5 separate regions of the Mus musculus genome follow, and all the other regions are linked to region 2. The links are chromatin contacts, called in public Hi-C and promoter capture Hi-C maps. All regions are on one chromosome and are shown on one strand. The core of a region is the stretch at or near the end of the contact, and the rest is flanking DNA. Distances in the headings are between cores, read along the strand shown.

What was found. Promoter capture Hi-C pulls out the DNA fragments that hold promoters and counts their contacts. Hi-C and Micro-C count contacts between places; a contact is called where the count stands out from the background.
Region 1: a promoter capture Hi-C map of neutrophils shows a contact between it and region 2, with 2.7 times the contacts expected there. The contact joins the promoter of Nsf here to the promoter of 1700052K11Rik in region 2. A contact is called at or near these places in 5 of 39 promoter capture datasets (embryonic stem cells, liver, neutrophils and 1 more), 1 of 484 Hi-C or Micro-C datasets (B cells), 1 of 115 datasets of contacts at active chromatin or transcription factors (extraembryonic endoderm stem cells) and 1 of 9 other capture datasets (adipose tissue).
Region 3: a Hi-C map of B cells shows a contact between it and region 2, with 5 read pairs. The contact joins the promoter of Ern1 here to the promoter of 1700052K11Rik in region 2.
Region 4: a contact with region 2 is called in a Hi-C map of muscle stem cells, with 3 times the contacts expected there. The contact joins the promoter of Strada here to the promoter of 1700052K11Rik in region 2. A contact is called at or near these places in 1 of 39 promoter capture datasets (erythroid cells), 1 of 484 Hi-C or Micro-C datasets (muscle stem cells) and 1 of 115 datasets of contacts at active chromatin or transcription factors (embryonic stem cells).
Region 5: a promoter capture Hi-C map of liver shows a contact between it and region 2, with 4 times the contacts expected there. The contact joins the promoter of Ftsj3 here to the promoter of 1700052K11Rik in region 2. A contact is called at or near these places in 3 of 39 promoter capture datasets (liver and pre-B cells) and 3 of 115 datasets of contacts at active chromatin or transcription factors (embryonic stem cells and fetal liver).

The regions. Positions count from the first base shown.
Region 1 is chr11:103,952,593-103,955,579 of GRCm38.p6, forward strand. Nsf (N-ethylmaleimide sensitive fusion protein) reads right to left here and starts at 1,464. Exons shown (of 21, transcript NM_008740.4): 1 at 1,378-1,464. The coding sequence starts at 1,389.
Region 2 is chr11:105,180,091-105,183,179 of GRCm38.p6, forward strand. 1700052K11Rik (RIKEN cDNA 1700052K11 gene) reads right to left here and starts at 1,343. Exons shown (of 1, transcript NR_027956.1): 1 at 1-1,343. It overlaps Tlk2 (tousled-like kinase 2 (Arabidopsis)), which reads left to right and starts at 1,437. Exons shown (of 22, transcript NM_001112705.2): 1 at 1,437-1,961.
Region 3 is chr11:106,486,291-106,489,157 of GRCm38.p6, forward strand. It overlaps Ern1 (endoplasmic reticulum (ER) to nucleus signalling 1), which reads right to left and starts at 1,506. Exons shown (of 22, transcript NM_023913.2): 1 at 1,327-1,506. The coding sequence starts at 1,386.
Region 4 is chr11:106,192,092-106,195,300 of GRCm38.p6, forward strand. Strada (STE20-related kinase adaptor alpha) reads right to left here and starts at 1,512. Exons shown (of 13, transcript NM_001252448.1): 1 at 1,375-1,512.
Region 5 is chr11:106,254,631-106,257,680 of GRCm38.p6, forward strand. Ftsj3 (FtsJ RNA methyltransferase homolog 3 (E. coli)) reads right to left here and starts at 1,454. Exons shown (of 21, transcript NM_025310.3): 1 at 1,131-1,454; 2 at 955-1,047; 3 at 690-795; 4 at 156-202; 5 at 1-56. The coding sequence starts at 1,021. Psmc5 (protease (prosome, macropain) 26S subunit, ATPase 5) reads left to right here and starts at 1,555. Exons shown (of 11, transcript NM_008950.1): 1 at 1,555-1,584; 2 at 2,218-2,289. The coding sequence starts at 1,561.

The DNA.
Region 1 (2,987 bases), core at 214-2,713, 1.2 Mb before region 2:
AAAACATTAGCCCAGCATTACTGAAGCCATGGAAGAATGTCTTCCATTAAGGAGGAGACGGGCAACACTGTCAGACGCTCTGAGACATCACGTGTAACAAGGATTGGGAAATGGGCATGAATTTTAGGGATGCATTTCAGTCCGACTGTGGTGGGCCCAGGAGGTAGCAGGTGGTAGGCAAATGAGAGTCAACACACACAGAAAATCACCAGACTTTGCCACTGGGGGAAAAAAAATGGTTAGAGGAAAAGTCTGTGGGGGCAGAGGGAGGGTTTAAGAGACCAGTGCATTCCAGAAGGGCTGATGATTCAGGAGAGGGGCTCCTGAGGAGGCAAAAACAGACCCTGAAATAGTTAAAAGGGTCAGCTTGAGATAAAAGGGGGATTATGAAAAAAGGAAGAGAAAAAGATGGAGCTAGTCTGATGACCTCTACCGTCTCTTTGGGACTTTAGAATCTCATGACCTACAATTCTCTTTAGACAGGACATTTACATATATGCATACATGTATGCAAACTTATTCAAATATTCAGGTGTAAGTGAATCAGTCAAGCACAACGTTAGTCTGTAATGACGCAGTTAATGTCCCCAGGTTTCGAACAGGGCAATCTCTGGGCAGGATCCATCCATCAGCGATATTAGCTCTGATGCCTACTGCAATAACAGCAGTGACCTGGCCCCATCTCTCCTCGCCAACCCCAATCCTACCCCGCCGTCCTACGAGCTTAATGGGGAAGTAAAATGTAAATCCCTGAGACTACAACACAGCCTGCTGCATTCGAATCGACTGTCATTTAGAAAAACAAAACGTGACACCCCAAGTCCATCTGCACGAAAGACATTGCTGCTTCACAGCTGATATGTTTCTCCCCAGGAGATGGTCTAAGGTTAGCCGTAAAAGTAATTTGCAGACCTCCCCTCCTCTTTTCATAACATTCATTTAGGAAGAACTAGAAATGGGTTCCCACACCCTCGCCCTGACTGCAGCAGACTACACCCCGCGGTTATCCGGCAGTGCCACCTCAGAAACCCTCGGAGGAGTGTGGAGGGCACACAGCGCTCGTCAGAGGGGGGCTCCAGTGGCCACTACCCTCAAGATGCTTGAAGGACGAGAGAAACGAGCCCCAGGGGATGACAAGGGAAGCACTGGAGACCCGGGGGACGAAGAGACAACCCTCGGGGAGGACAGAGTTTCTGAGCAGAGCTAATCCCCTGCCGCAGCTACACTGTCTCGCCTCCAGCGTTGCTCTGACCTCCCTTCCTTCAGCGTTCCTGGGTGCTCAGCCTCGCGCCCCTTCCCCGGAGCCCTCGTGGACCTCGCAGCAGTCGCGACCTCGGGCGATCCGCTGCGAGCCCGGGCTGCCCGGCCGCCACTCACCCGGCCCGCCATCTTCGCGGACACGTCCGGCTCCCAGGTTGCAGCTCCGCACTCTGCTGAGCCCGCCTCCGCCGCGCGCGTGCTCGCCGGCAGCCGGCCCTCGCGCAGGCGCGCAGCCGCCGGGAGGCCGCGCCCGCGCCCGGCCGCGTCCCCGACGCCCTTCCCCATCCCGTGCGAGCGCGCAGTCCGAGCACCGCCATTTTGGCTGAAGACAAGCTGGCCGCCTCACTGCTACCCGGTTTTCACAAAGCTGGCCACGTGGCCTTTTAATGGACTTTTAGCTTTCTGCTTCCAGACCTCTTAAAACAGAATGCGCCGAGAAAACCCCGCGTGGTTGCTGGCCTTTCCCCCAAAGGGGACTGTGGAGGGGGCGCGCAATAGCTAAAAGCTGGTTCTGAATTCGGATTCTATTCGAATCCGAGCTTTTCTTTGCAGGCACACTTGTTTTGAGAGTGAATCATAATTATATATGCGCTAGCTTTATAGTTCGATATTTTCATTTATAAGCACAACTTCTATCTTTTTTAAGGTGTTTGTTTGTTCGTTTGTTTTAACGTGCATTGGTATTCCGCCATCCACCTCTGCATGTTCAAAACTCTATTTTGAGTCCTCAGGAAAAAAAAAAAAACAATGCCACAGAAAAACTAAAATGATTTGGATAAGACAAAATACCAGAAGATAGTTCTATAAGCAGCACAGCAGTAAAAGTCTCACACAGGAAACAAGACAGGTGTACCCTGTCCTGCCAAGGCTGAAAGTGAGACTTTTAGCATGTAGCAGGACTTCAGGGTTAAGGAGGAATGTTTGACATAGCCTCCTCATATCCGTTCCCTTATGTCCTCTTCAGCACTTTTCTCTAAAGTACTCTTGGGTCCCCTTACAAATATATAATGTCATTTAAAATGTATGCAACATGTAAAAATAAGACATGATATCTATGAGAATACATGAGATATTCAATAAGATTACTCCCTAAAAGGAAAAGTAAAGTTGGAGGAACCCTCTTAGAGGAAAGTCTCTGGGATGGAATGGGTACCTCTTCCTGGGAGCAAACCTGAAGACCTTGAAATACTCTAAAAGGGAGATACTAGGGGTAGGGGGTGCAGCCTAATCAGTCCTGAGAAGCACTCAGCAGGCCCAGGGAACAGCAAACAAAAGGGTGTACACACCGACAGGGATAAAAGGGAGCTACAGGGGTATTTCCTATGCTAGGGTGGTCAAGATAGGGACCAGTTTTTAGTAACTGGTAAGTCAGTAAGTCAGAACCATTCACACTATCAATATCTTCACTGTAATGAGTGTCTCTAAGAAAGGACTCAGAACTAAGCAAAAATTATATTTGCTCAAGAGTTACCTCTCTTTCCAAGAATTCTGTACAGGATCTACGTTCTTATATCATCTTAGCATTGAAATTCTACTCAAGTTTTGCATCTGAAAGATTATTAAATTCATTGATATAACATACCTAACAGTGAAACCAGTAAGACCTAAAAGAAACTGGGAGCTTGCGTTCTTAAGGTGAAGTCTGTTTTCTGTGTTTATTGTTTTCTAACACACATTAAAATAAATTCAACCGGGGGCTGGTGAGATGGCTTAGTGGGTAAGAGCAC
Region 2 (3,089 bases), core at 93-2,592:
TCCCACTGTGCAGACTTGAGGAGCCACAGTGCACTCCTTTTGTTCATCATTTTCATGCTTGAGACTGACTGCATTCTGGGGGCTCCTCCTTGCCCCCTTTCCCTACCCTTTGCTCCTGACTTGCTCTTCCCCTCTTCCCTTCAAAACGTTCATCTTTCCAAGCAGCCTGGGATCTGGAAGATGACTCCCAATTTGAGTTTTTCTACTTGAGTTCTGAAGGATGGAGAATGTACAAAAAGGAATTATCATCCTTTGCCCATTTGGCAGGTCTCTGTCCAGTCAATATGTGGAAAAATTAATAATAACAGAATTCTACTTTGGAGTACTTGCCAACGCCTGGAAAAGTTCAAGCCGGCTGTGTAAAAGCTTGAATGTTTCTCTTGTGATTCCCTTGTAGTCCTTCAGACACGTTCAGACATCTGGTCAAGGAAGCATCAGAAGAAAACAAAAAGCTGAGTCGTTACTTTGAAGTCCGTGTCTTGGCTCGTGAAACTAGGTGAAGAAAGTGACTTTTTCCCCCTTTGGCGCTGGGGTCAGAGGTGGAACCCTTTCCCATGCAGGAAAGCCCTCCTGTCGCAGGCGCTCACCCTCTCAGCAGACACTCTGAAGAGCAGGCCCCCAGCACCCCAGGAGGGCCATCTTGTCACCGGAGGTTAAGATGGAACCTCCCCCTAGGTGCTTTGAGAGAGTTCCCCGGGGGGCGGGTAGCGACCTCCGCTCTGGAGGGGGGCATGCTGGTGAGGGCTCGGCTGTGATCCCAGGACACCTTTGTCCCTGGAGACGCCAGGCCAGTCAGGTACGTGGAAGGCGAGAGCCGCCGGCCGGCTTTCCGTGCCTGTGGCGTGGCGTGGCGTGGCGTGGGGTCTGGGGACGTGGACCATGGCTGCGGGGGATGGCCGGCTGGCGGACATCGGGTGGGCACCGCGAACTCAGTGACACCCCTTGCCCCGCTCCCGGGCTCTCTCCTCGGATCCATCGCTGGGCAGAGCAACCTCTTTCCTCACCCCAAAAAATGTGTGTAGATGAGAGGCAGGGCGAGCGCGGCAGTCCCGCCGGGTCGCCGCTCCGACGCTGCTCCGCGGCCTGAGGCGCAGCCCAACCGTCGGCCTCCGACTCTGTCTCCACAAAGGCGGGCTCCCGAGGCTCCGGCCCCGGCCGCTTACCCGGCGCCCCCGAGCCGACCAACCACCCCTCACGTCGCAGGCGGGGCCGCAAGCGCCGCCAGCCGCCCGCCCTCAGCAGCCCTGTCAGGCGCGGCCTGTTCCGCCGGTGCGGGGTCCCCTGGTTAACCCCTGCCCGCCAGCGCGGCCGCTGATTGGAGGAGGCGGAGCTCCGGGGGCAGCAGCGACCCTCCCCCCAACACCTTTCCCGTCCCCTCCCCCACGGCCGGCACTACCTCCCCCCCACCCCAGGAACACCCCCCCCCCGTGCCTCCCAGCCGTGCAAATCTCGCGAGGAAACACGCGGTTTCACTAGTGTGTTTACACCGATCACTACTAATCCGGACCGAACCGATCCGGATTAAGGGGCCGGAGGCGGGTCCTGGGCACTAGCGGTTCCGACCCCCCCCCCATCCCGCCCTCCGCGCCGCACCCGAGTGGCCCCCAGCCGAGCGGGCCCCCACTTCTCGGCCCGACCCAGACCCTTCTGCGCCTCCCTTGGCCTTTGTCCGGCGCCAGGAGGCCGGCCCCGCGCCCCCCGGCGGCCGCCCGGGCCCGGGCCCGCGTCAGCCGCCTGGCTCCGTACGCGAGCTCGGGGATCTGCGGCCTCCGTGGCCCCCCTCCCCCGCCCGCCCTGTCGTGGAGCCCGGCGCCGCCGGCGGCTGCCCGGGCGGGGGGTTGCGGCGCTCAGGAGAGGCCCCGGCTCCGCCCCGGGCCTGCCCAGGGGGAGAGCGGAGCGGTCAGCAGCCGGGTCGGGTCGGGGCCCCTCCCGAGAGGAGAGTGGAGCGGCAGCGGCGGCAGGTGAGAAGCTCAGCCCCTGGACGTGGAAGGGCGCCGGGGCCTGGGGTATTAACCGTCCCGGGGGCCCCACTCCAGGGCCCGAGGAGGCTGCGACCCGGGCCGGCGTCGTGCCGCAGCTCCTGGGCGCCGAGGCGGGAGGTGCTCCCCGAGGGCTGCGGGGTCGCCGAGGGGCCGGGCCGAAGATGGACCAGGCCCAGGCCTGGGAGTGTGGCGGTCGGCCTGCCGGGAGAGGCGACTCCGGGGAGCTGGAGGCCTCGGCAGCCTACGGGGCGCCCCCGAGAGCTGTCCCTCGCTCCGTCCGTGACAGGTGGGCCCGGAGTTGGGGAAAGTTTGGAGCCGGCGAGGGGCGCCGGGACCAGGCCCCATCGGTCCTGCTTCCCGGCTTGGGGCCATTGGGAGGATCCCGGTCCAAAGCCCCTCTGGAAAGAGATGGGGTGGGTATTTTCTGATCATGAGTTGACATTAAATGGGGTAACTGCTAGGGCCTCATTTTCTGGGCCAGGCCTGGGGATGGAGGGTTGGGAAATGTTTCCAGAGACCTTGGGATTGGGGAGAGACTGCATTGTAACCTCTGCCTTTCCGACCTCGATTATTAGGGCAGGACAAGTAGTGAGCAAGGCCACCTACCTACTTAGGGAAAACTCGGTTTTCTTCTCAGTCTTTTTTTTTTTTTTTTAAGATGCCTTTCTACCATTCTAACAGTTTCCTAATTCCTTACTTGTGTGTGTGAGTGAAACTTGAATTCGTCACCTTTTCATTCCCCTTTGCTCCAGGCATTCAGTCCAGGAAGGGAAATGAAAGTTAGGACGGGTGTAGGGGATGTTACTGGAAATTATGGAGCTGTTAGATTGCAGAGAAGGTTTGATTCCTTTTTCAGTGAACTTTAATACAAATTTCTGCCAATCACTCCAGGAGTGCCTCCAGTAACTCTGGAATACTAGAATGTTTGAAGGGTTCCTATGTTATGATGCATGCTCTTTTTCTATTCTCAATATTGAAGAACTTTTTAATGGATGATGCAAGAGTACTTTCTCCCATCGGATGGACAAACTTGCTCATAGCATCTACATTAATTGGTCAGGAAAAGAGTTTAAAAATGGTGCCCTCCTGCTCCTCCCTGTTTGGGAG
Region 3 (2,867 bases), core at 256-2,755, 1.3 Mb after region 2:
ACCAGGCAGCAATCAATCAACCCAAGGTGAAGCGCCCAAGTTCAAAACCTGGTCCTAGTTGTGAAAAGTACATCTTTTCTTTTTAATTAGGAGAAGAAGAAGAAAACAAAACAAAAACAAAAAAACAAAAAACACCTAGGGTCTACCATGAAGAAAACGCATATAAATTTCCGTTTGGAAAAAAACAAACCAACTTGAATTTGAAAAAGTAGACCTTCTTTAATACTTCAGTAGTCTCTAAATTCTAATTTGTTATTCTGAGAGCACAGACAATTATTTACCTACAAGGCATAAGAGTTCAAAGAGTTGGCCGCGGCTGGCCCGCGGGTCTCCACACATGTCAGTCTTCCACCAGGACACCTGGTACATGATATGCCATATTAAAGGGAACACGGTACCTTCAAAGAGGTCATTAAATAGAACCAGCACAAGTGTACCATGCCCACATCCTGAAAAGTGCATTTTAAAAAAATTTTAAAGCCCCCAGTTCTTCCAACCAGAAGATGAAAATAGCCATGTCCGCCTACAAAATGTCCTCTTTAGCCAAAGTGTTCAAATCCTGAGTGGATAAAGAGTTAAATAAATATAAACCGATATTCTTCTCAAAAAAAAAAAAAAAAAAAGCGAAGACGTTTCTGACGGCCCCGCACGTGAGACAGCTTTAAGTTTTGCAGTACAACTCTGGCCCACACACCGGGTCTTTAAAAGGATCCAATGCCCACAGCTTAACTTGTTTAATGACACCTTCACTGTCTAGCAAAATTACTAGTAGGAAGCCCCCTGCCTCCGAATACAAAGAAACCTTCGGGTCAGGTAGGCAGAAACCAGCGGCGGCTGGCTAAAAACGCCGTGCCCATTCCCGGCTTCAAACGCTTTCCAAAGTCTCATTTAAAAACAAAACAAAACAAAAAACTTTCGAGTAAAGACTCAAAACTCCAGTCCACCACCCGCTTCCCCCGGCTTCGGGTGTCCATCCGCGGCCACGGCGGCAGTGCGGGCGCCCACCTGTGGAGACCGCGGGGCAGGTGGGCAGCGCGCCCAGGGCCCGGCCTTTGGGAGACAGCTCCGAGTCGCGCGCGTCCCGGGCCGTGGAGCCGCTCGCGGTCTGCCTCGGCCGCGCTGGCCCCGGAGGCGCCTCCGGAGGCGGACGCCAGTGTGTGGCCGGCCGACGCAGCTCCCACCGCCAAGCCTCCCGCAGCTGCCTCAGCCCAGGCGCCGGGCCTCCCGCCGCTGCGGCCCGGCTCGGACGCCAGCCCCCGCCACCGCGCGACTCTCCTCTGGCCGCGAGCCGGCCCGTCCCCGCACCGCACTCCCCTGGTTACTCACCCCGGGGCCGGGCGGCGGTAGCAGCAGCGCCAGCAGGAGCAACAGCCACCGGGCCGGCATGGCAGGACGTGGCCCTGACTCCGGGCCCCGCCGGCCGGTTCTGGAGCCCGCGCGAACAGAGGGCTGGACGGGGGCGCCGCAACGACAGCGCGGCACCGGCGGAGGATCGGTGGACACGGAGCTGACTGGGCGGCGGCGACACCCCCATTCCCAGCCCTATAAGTGCCTTGTGTCCCGGCTTCTTCCGGTCGGGGCGGGCTTTAGGGCGGTCCCGGGGGCGGGGGCTGTGAGAGGCGGAGTCACTGCCTGGATGGGGAGGAGCCTATGTTGTTTTGTGGGCGTGGTAAGAGTGGGAGGGTGGGGTTAGAGGCCAACGCGGTGCTAGCTTCTAGCTGCCTCCTATCCTGGGCGCTAGAAGCCGAAGACCAACTCTTGGCTTTGGGTATTTGTGGACGCTGTGCTTCTGAATGAAGAAGCTTGTTCGCAAGCCAAGGGAAAATGACATGTTGCCCCACAGGAAGTCCCACTCGCCCGATGAAGAACCCGAGGCGCCAGGCTTGCCCACAACCCTCCGTCTCCCTGCTGCCGGCCACCACTTACAAGGGTTGTCTAAGCGACCTCTAGAGCAGAGCAAGGGTTTCAGCAGCTGGCGGAAATTCGACCCTGAGACGCAGCCTTAGAGTTCACTGACGAGGGTCCTCCAGCTGTGCCTCATCCAGCCCGAAGGCCCCTTTCTTCCCTAGCCTTGCCCCTCAGGAATTCCCCGAAAGTCATGTCCAGCAGCCATCCGTTCCTCTCGGGATGAACAACAGCCAACTCATTCACCAAAAATTATAAGGAAATCATGCGGGCCTCTCGTGTCACATGTGTTTATGTGACCTTTGTAGATGTGGCCTGGTGAAGCTTGAGAGGACATGTGTCACAACTCTTTGGAGGTGGGCTGAGGACTCCAAGGTCTATTTAAGGGTGTGGATTATTAATCAGAACTAATGAGCCCAATAAGTTGTTTGGTCACTGGGTCCCAAGCTGCCCTCCTCTGAGTTGGAAGAGGGAGAACTTGTTTATAATAGGAAAGACAAAACATTCAGTGCTCAAGGAAAAAGTAGCTTATTATTCTAGTAGAAAAAGGGAGTTGCTGGGAGTGTAGTTCTGTTGGTACAGCACTTGCATAGTCTGCGAGAGAGGTACTGGGCTACATCTCCAGCCCTCCCAATATTGGATGTGTTGCCTCACACCTGAAATCCCAGCACCCTGGGGGTGGAGACAGGATCCGAAGTTCTAAGTAATCCTTGGCTACCTAGTGAGTTTGAAGCCAACCCAGATTATGTGGGGCCACGGGAGAACCGGAGCAAATTCTCTGTTTCCCCTGGCTTGCTCCTTTGACAGCCCGTTGGAATTTTCAGGTTTTTGAAGAGAAAAGGTTATCCTAGGGGGGGAAAAAACCGCAAAGAGGTAGTATATGATAGGTAGGGATTAGGGGTGTGTTGGGCTAAGGGCCCAGTCAGTATGTGCTTTGGGTCAACTCTATCCAATGGTAACAG
Region 4 (3,209 bases), core at 262-2,761, 1.0 Mb after region 2:
CACAGAGATCCGCCTGCCTCTGCCTCCCGAGTGCTGGGATTAAAGGCATATACCATCATGCCTGGCTCTCACATTAACTATTACACTTACCAATGTGTGTATATGTATGTATATATGTGTATATATATGTATGTGCTTGTGTGTGTATGTATGTATATATTTATGTGTGTACCTGTTTCTATGCTTGGTGAAGCTAAAGGACATTGTGTATTCTACTCTATCACTCTGGACACAGGCTGACAGCCAGCAAGCTCTGGTGTTTCTCTTGTCACAGGCTCATGGCCACACATGGCTCTCTACATGAGTTCTGGAGACGGCAGCATATCTTCCTATCTACAGAGACACCTCTCCAACCACCCAACCATACTATCGCCTCATTATCTCTCCCACTACAACAGGTACCGATAGGAGAATTCACTTGTTCTGACAGACTTTTTTTTCTTCTATTTTTACCGCTGGTCCTCCAAACTTTATGTCGGAGGTCACAACTATAAACCCAGCCAAAAAATCTTCTAAGAAACCTAATTAAAGGGTGAAGAGAGTTGACCAGTTTCCGTACTATAACTAATGGTTAAACTATTAAGTTCCTGCACTACGGCAGAAGCAAGTTAGCAATTTTCTTTTTGGTAGTGTGGAGAATGGAAAGCAAGTCCGCACTGATGTTAATCAAGAACTCAGGCGCTGAGCCACGCCCACAGTCTCAAATTTGGTTAATCAACCCTCAAGGATCTGAGTCAGTCTCAGGTGTTGGGTACCTCCGGATAAGGTTATCAACTATCATGAAGACCCATCCAAACACTGGAACATAGTTCTACTTCAACGGGTATTTCAGTAAGACCGAGTCCAACCGTCTGGGAGAAAGGGGTCAAATTGAAGTACCTTAGGGTCTTAGCAGAAGACTGAGTTGAGAAGTTATCTATTTCCTAAAATTATGAACAATTTTATTTAGCCACTCCCCTTCTGTCATGCTCACTCTCCGCCACCATACTCGGTCCCCAAAACTGCTGGGACACTTAAGACAACACATTTAGAAACTCTTCGTTTTGACCAAAGCAGAGAATAGCTCTGATCTTGCTTCCGTATGAGAACTCAACCCCATTTGGAAGCCCCGGAAAAGGTGGGGAGGCCATGCGGTAGCTAGCCTCTCCGGTCCGGCAACTCTGCTCAGCATCTCCCCAGCCAGGCCCAAGCCTAATTTTGCTCTCAGGCTGTAACCTCAATGCGGGAACCCAGAACCCAGGTTAAATGAGGGCCAGAGGAGGGCGAGGGTGAGCCGGGATGGCCACTTGAGGCTCACCCCCGAGGACACGGACTCGGAGTCTGGCAAGAGGGATTATCCCTGGGAGCGCACCAGGCGGCTCCGCCACCGGGTACCTGGTCTAGGAGTCAGAGCGCAGTACCGACTCCGTCTCGGCTCCGCCTCCTCAGTTTTGTAGCCGCGCTGCCGCCAGGCCGGTTGCTGGGAGGGAGGTACGCAACGTGACATGCGCAGTGGAGGGACCCAGGGAGACTGGCCGAGCCTCGCCCCTCCCCTTCACGGAACAAGCCCCTCCTACTCCCGCCCCACGGAGGAAGTCCCGCCCCTCCCCTACGGAGAAGCCCTGCTTTGCCCCACCCAAGAAGGGAGCTCCGCCTCTTGCCTCCAGCAGAGGAAGTCCTGCCTTGCCCGGTTCTCAGAAGATGCTCCGCCTTACCCCCTGCCCACTAAGGACTCTGCTTCGTCTCGCCTCGCTTCACCCCACCCATCCCAGTGGAGGAAGCTCCGCTTTTCCCCAGAGAGAGCTTCTGCTTCCATCCCACGTTACCGTTACCGGACATGCTAGACCCGCAGTCGCTTCGTCAGGGAGAGAGTTATTAACTAGTCTTTTTTCCCCTTTGCTGAGGTCGTTCCTTATCTAGGACGAAGGCAGGTTTCCCCACGTATGTGGAAGCGAAAGACCTTGTCATTGTTGCAGTTCCAAAGGACCCTAGAGTCTCCCTCGAGTCTCTGTACCCCTCCTAACCCAGCAGCAAGAAAAGGGGCAAGGGCTAACTATAGCTATTGACTTGGCTACCAGGGGTATTCCCACCCCTCATCCCACACTCTGCGGTTCCCAAATCCCAGGTGCCATTTCACCTGGTAGGACTCCAATTGAAAAACAAGTCTTTCTTGGGTCAGTCTCAGGCAATAGAACAACAAAGAGGAAACTTACCCTTTGTGCCCAAAGTTCCTTCTCCTTAAAGCACAGAAAATAGCTCAACTAAACGAGAGCTATGGTTTGTTTTTTGTTGGGGTTTTTTTTTTTTTTTTTTTTGTCCCTAAGTGCTTCATAACTATTTTTTGGTAGTGAGGTATTTTTGAGATAGTGTCGCATGTAGTCTGGACTGGCCTTCAGATCAGCTTCCCTCTGCCTCTGCTGGGATGGGATTAAAGACTTGGTGGTATGTCCTCTATTAGCAGAAACCTGTGATGAGTTTGCCTTTATGAAAAAAGACAGCAGGGGCCAAACCATATAGGACTAATAAAATGAGGACTCCGTTTTATCATGAAGTGATTTTTAGTCACTTCAGTTACTGTGGAGTGAGGGCCCAATACATCTGTGTACATACTGTCAAGTAATGAATACTTGTTTTTTTTCCTGTCTCAGATTTATACCAGTCGACTAACTTCCAAGAATTTTAAGTTTGGCCACATCATACAGGAACTTGGAAACGCACACTACCCTCACCTGAAGATCTCAATGTTTTACACACAGCTGTAACCTTGCCTAGTGCGTTTAACATGCCAAATTTGTTCTCAGTCTCACCACATTTCATCATCAAACAAACATCACGAACTCACAAAAAGCAAGGGGACTGGAGGAAAATGCAGTTTCTGCCAGTTCACATGGTCTTTGGAATCCAGAATATTAGGGAAAGCAATACCTGAAAAGGTGTCAAGCTTCGGTTTTTATTTTTTCATATGTTGTGTGTGTACTTGTACTTGAATGTACTTGTGTGTGTGTGTATGTGCGCGCAGAAGCAGGCGGAGGAACTGGATGGGGTGACAGATAGTTGCCGGTGCTTGATCCTTTCCAAGAGCAGCAAATGCATCTTTCTGCTGACCCAGCTCTCCAGCCCCAAACTCTGAGACAGGGTCTCACATCTAGTCCAGGCTAACCAGACTGGCCTTAAATTTGGTAAACCCCGTCTCTTCTGGGATTATAGGTGTGAACCACTGCGCCGGGCTC
Region 5 (3,050 bases), core at 204-2,703, 1.1 Mb after region 2:
ATCCTCCTGGAGAGTCACCACATTGGGGAGAGGCTTGATTGGAACGAGGTCCACTCCTAAAAGATGTTAACTCAGTATTACAGGGTGGAGGAAGATGTAGGACAAAATTAGTACCTAACCCACCCCTCCCCCTCAAATACCCAAGAGTCACCCACCTACAATAAGACTGGATACAGGCATAAACTTGGCAGCCACCTGCAGCCTGTGAAAGAGACAGATTTAAATACCTTTCATCCTCCCTTGGCAAGGTGACTTCTCATCCCCTTAAGAGGCACCTGTTAAGTGTAGTGGCCAAATGTCTATGCATACATTCAAGAAGCAACCTGCTGGGCATGGCAACACAGGGCTGCATTACCAGCCACTAAGGAGGGCAAGAGATTAAGACCAAAAGTTCAAGGCCATCCTTGGCAATTTTTCAGCGTCCCTGTCTCAAAATAAAGCAATTGGAGATATAACTCGGTGGTGGAGGGGCTGCCTAGCATGAGTTAAGTCCTTAGCATGAGTTAAGTCCTTAGGTTCAGTACCACAAGAGGGGGAAAATGACGCTCCCTTCCAAAATTTGAGAGAGACACATACTATGGAATATTTAATCTGAATTGTGTAATCGGATTCCCATCCTCCCCGAAAAGCAACTCAAAGCCAACCAGTGCCAGGAACGTGTCATCATAGCAGCCCCTGCCAAACGTTACCATCCGCCAGGCGCAGCACACAGGTCCAACAAGGCCCGGGCTTTCTGCAGGAACTGAAAGCGGCGATTGAGCTGGATCAGTTTGAAGGCAGAGCGCGAACGATAACCTGGATCGTGGAGAGTGGGTGTATAAGGCAATACCGTCTACGGAGGCCTTTCCCAGGAGGAAAGCCTCACAATCCCATAACCCCCTCGAAGGAAAAGGAACTCGGGACTAGAAGAAGCGAAAAGACGGGGATGTTGTTCCTCAGCGCGAACCCACTCACCAGTCTCCTTGGCCAAGTGATAGAACTTGTCCCGCCGGCTCTTGCCTACTTTGCCTTTCTTGCCCATGGCGGGATGGGGGAGTATCACTCACTCTGGGGAGAAAGAAAAAGGTGAGATCGTCTTTCCGAGCACTGGATCTCGCTTCGGTTCCTCAGGCGGTGGAGCAATCACTTACCCAGACGTTAGATAGCCCTTAACTCCGCAGGTTTTCAACTCTTAGGAAGCAGCACATGTAGGCAGTAATCGTACTTCCGCTTCTGCGCGCGTTTCCTACATTCCTGGCGTCATGATTTCCGCCATTTTGAGTGTGGCCAAAATTTTTTTGTCAGCAGGCCTTACAAGTTAAAAGTAGAGGCTAGGAAGTAGAGTGCAATAACTCGTATCCTAAACGCTAGGAAGCATCAACCAGAAGTTCTATATCTCTTCACAAAACTAGTGACCTCCAGTAGAGCCTCTACTAATACAGCCACTGTGTTTGTATCGCCACACACCCCGCCCATTGACCCGGAACTGTTCTCGGTGGTGACCCAGGGCGCATGCTTTCGCCTCCGCGCCTGCGCGATAGAGTGACTTGGATGCCGGCGATCCCTGCCGAGAGAGGGAAGATGGCGCTTGATGGGCCAGAGCAGGTAAGGATTCTGCCGCGGCGGCTGGGCGGCATCCAAGCTGAGTGTGGAGTGCACAAAATCTGAAGTGAGGGGTGGCCACGAGCGAGAGGGTCCAGTGGATCAGGGGTGGGTGGATCACGTCAGACCGGACTCTGCCTGGGACTGGATCTGCTGTGTCAGCGCCGCCCTGAGGAAAGCAGGACAGGGGTGGGTGGAAACTGAATGAAGCTGGCAAGCCGGAATGGCCTGGGCTTCGACCTGGACTTGGTCCCTCTGTTCTGCCTTTGTCTGTAGTAGTTAAACCCTGGGGATGTGTAGCTCTAGCCACAGGGCAGTGCGCTCGGTGGGTATATGGCCCCTTGAGACTCCTAAAAGTCCTCGAAGGTAGGCGGTAATTGCATCCTTGTAGTGGATTCAGAAATGAAGGCTTAGAACCAAGAACTAAGCCTCCGAAGTTCAAACACACAGACCTCGCCCATCGAGATACCAGTTTCTGAGGAAAAGGGAATGGTATTTTCCTGACCTTGTTTCTTAAGCTATATGGTAGAGTGCCTCGAAAATACTTTGGCTTTACCCTTTAGTACTTTATGCCTTTTCTTTTTCTTTTCTTTTCTTTTCTTCTTTTTTTTTTTTAACACTTACACTTGTCTTCAGATGGAACTGGAAGAGGGGAAGGCAGGCAGTGGACTCCGTCAATATTATCTGTCCAAGATTGAAGAACTCCAGGTGAGTACAGACAGCAAAGGGAGCTAGTGGAGGACGGGAGCTGGTAGGTGCAGATTTCTCTGTGTCCTTTTTCCACTGGGAGTGCAGCAAAGAGTTCTTTTCCAATGTTGTTCGTTTGCAGCTCTTTGCTTGTCTGTTTCTTATGTGTATATGTATATATGCCTGCGTAAGCTTATGTGTATCACATATATACAGATGTCTGTGCAAGTCAGAAGAGGGCAGTGGATCCCCTGAAACTTGAGTTACGTACAAATAGTTATGAGCTACTACAGGTGCTGAGAACTAAACCCAGGCCCTCTGCAAAAGCAGTAAGAAACCCTCTTGACTGCTGAGCCATCTCTCCAGCTCCTTTGTAGTCAGGAGGTACCAAGCTGTGTAAGGTAGATTGATAATCTCTTTGATGGGAATAGTGTTTAGTTAGGATTTTTTGTTTGTGTGCTTGCTTGCTTGCTTTTCCAGGTTTTTCGTTTTATGTGTTTGGGTGTTTTGCTTGCATCCAATGTCTGTGCCCTACATTTGCCTGTGAAGGCCAGAAGACAGTGTAGGATGCCCTAGAAGTGGAGTTATAGAAAGTTGTGAGCGGCCATGTGGGTGCTGGGAATCGAACCCAGGTTCTCTAGAGGAGCGGCTGGCTCATTTATCCACCTCTCCGGGCCCAAGAGTCAAATATTACACCTGTAAGGTTGCCACTCCAGAGCCGAGGCAGGAGCAGTGTTTTGAGTTTGAAGCCAGTCTGGATTACGTACAGCCCTGTCTGGAAA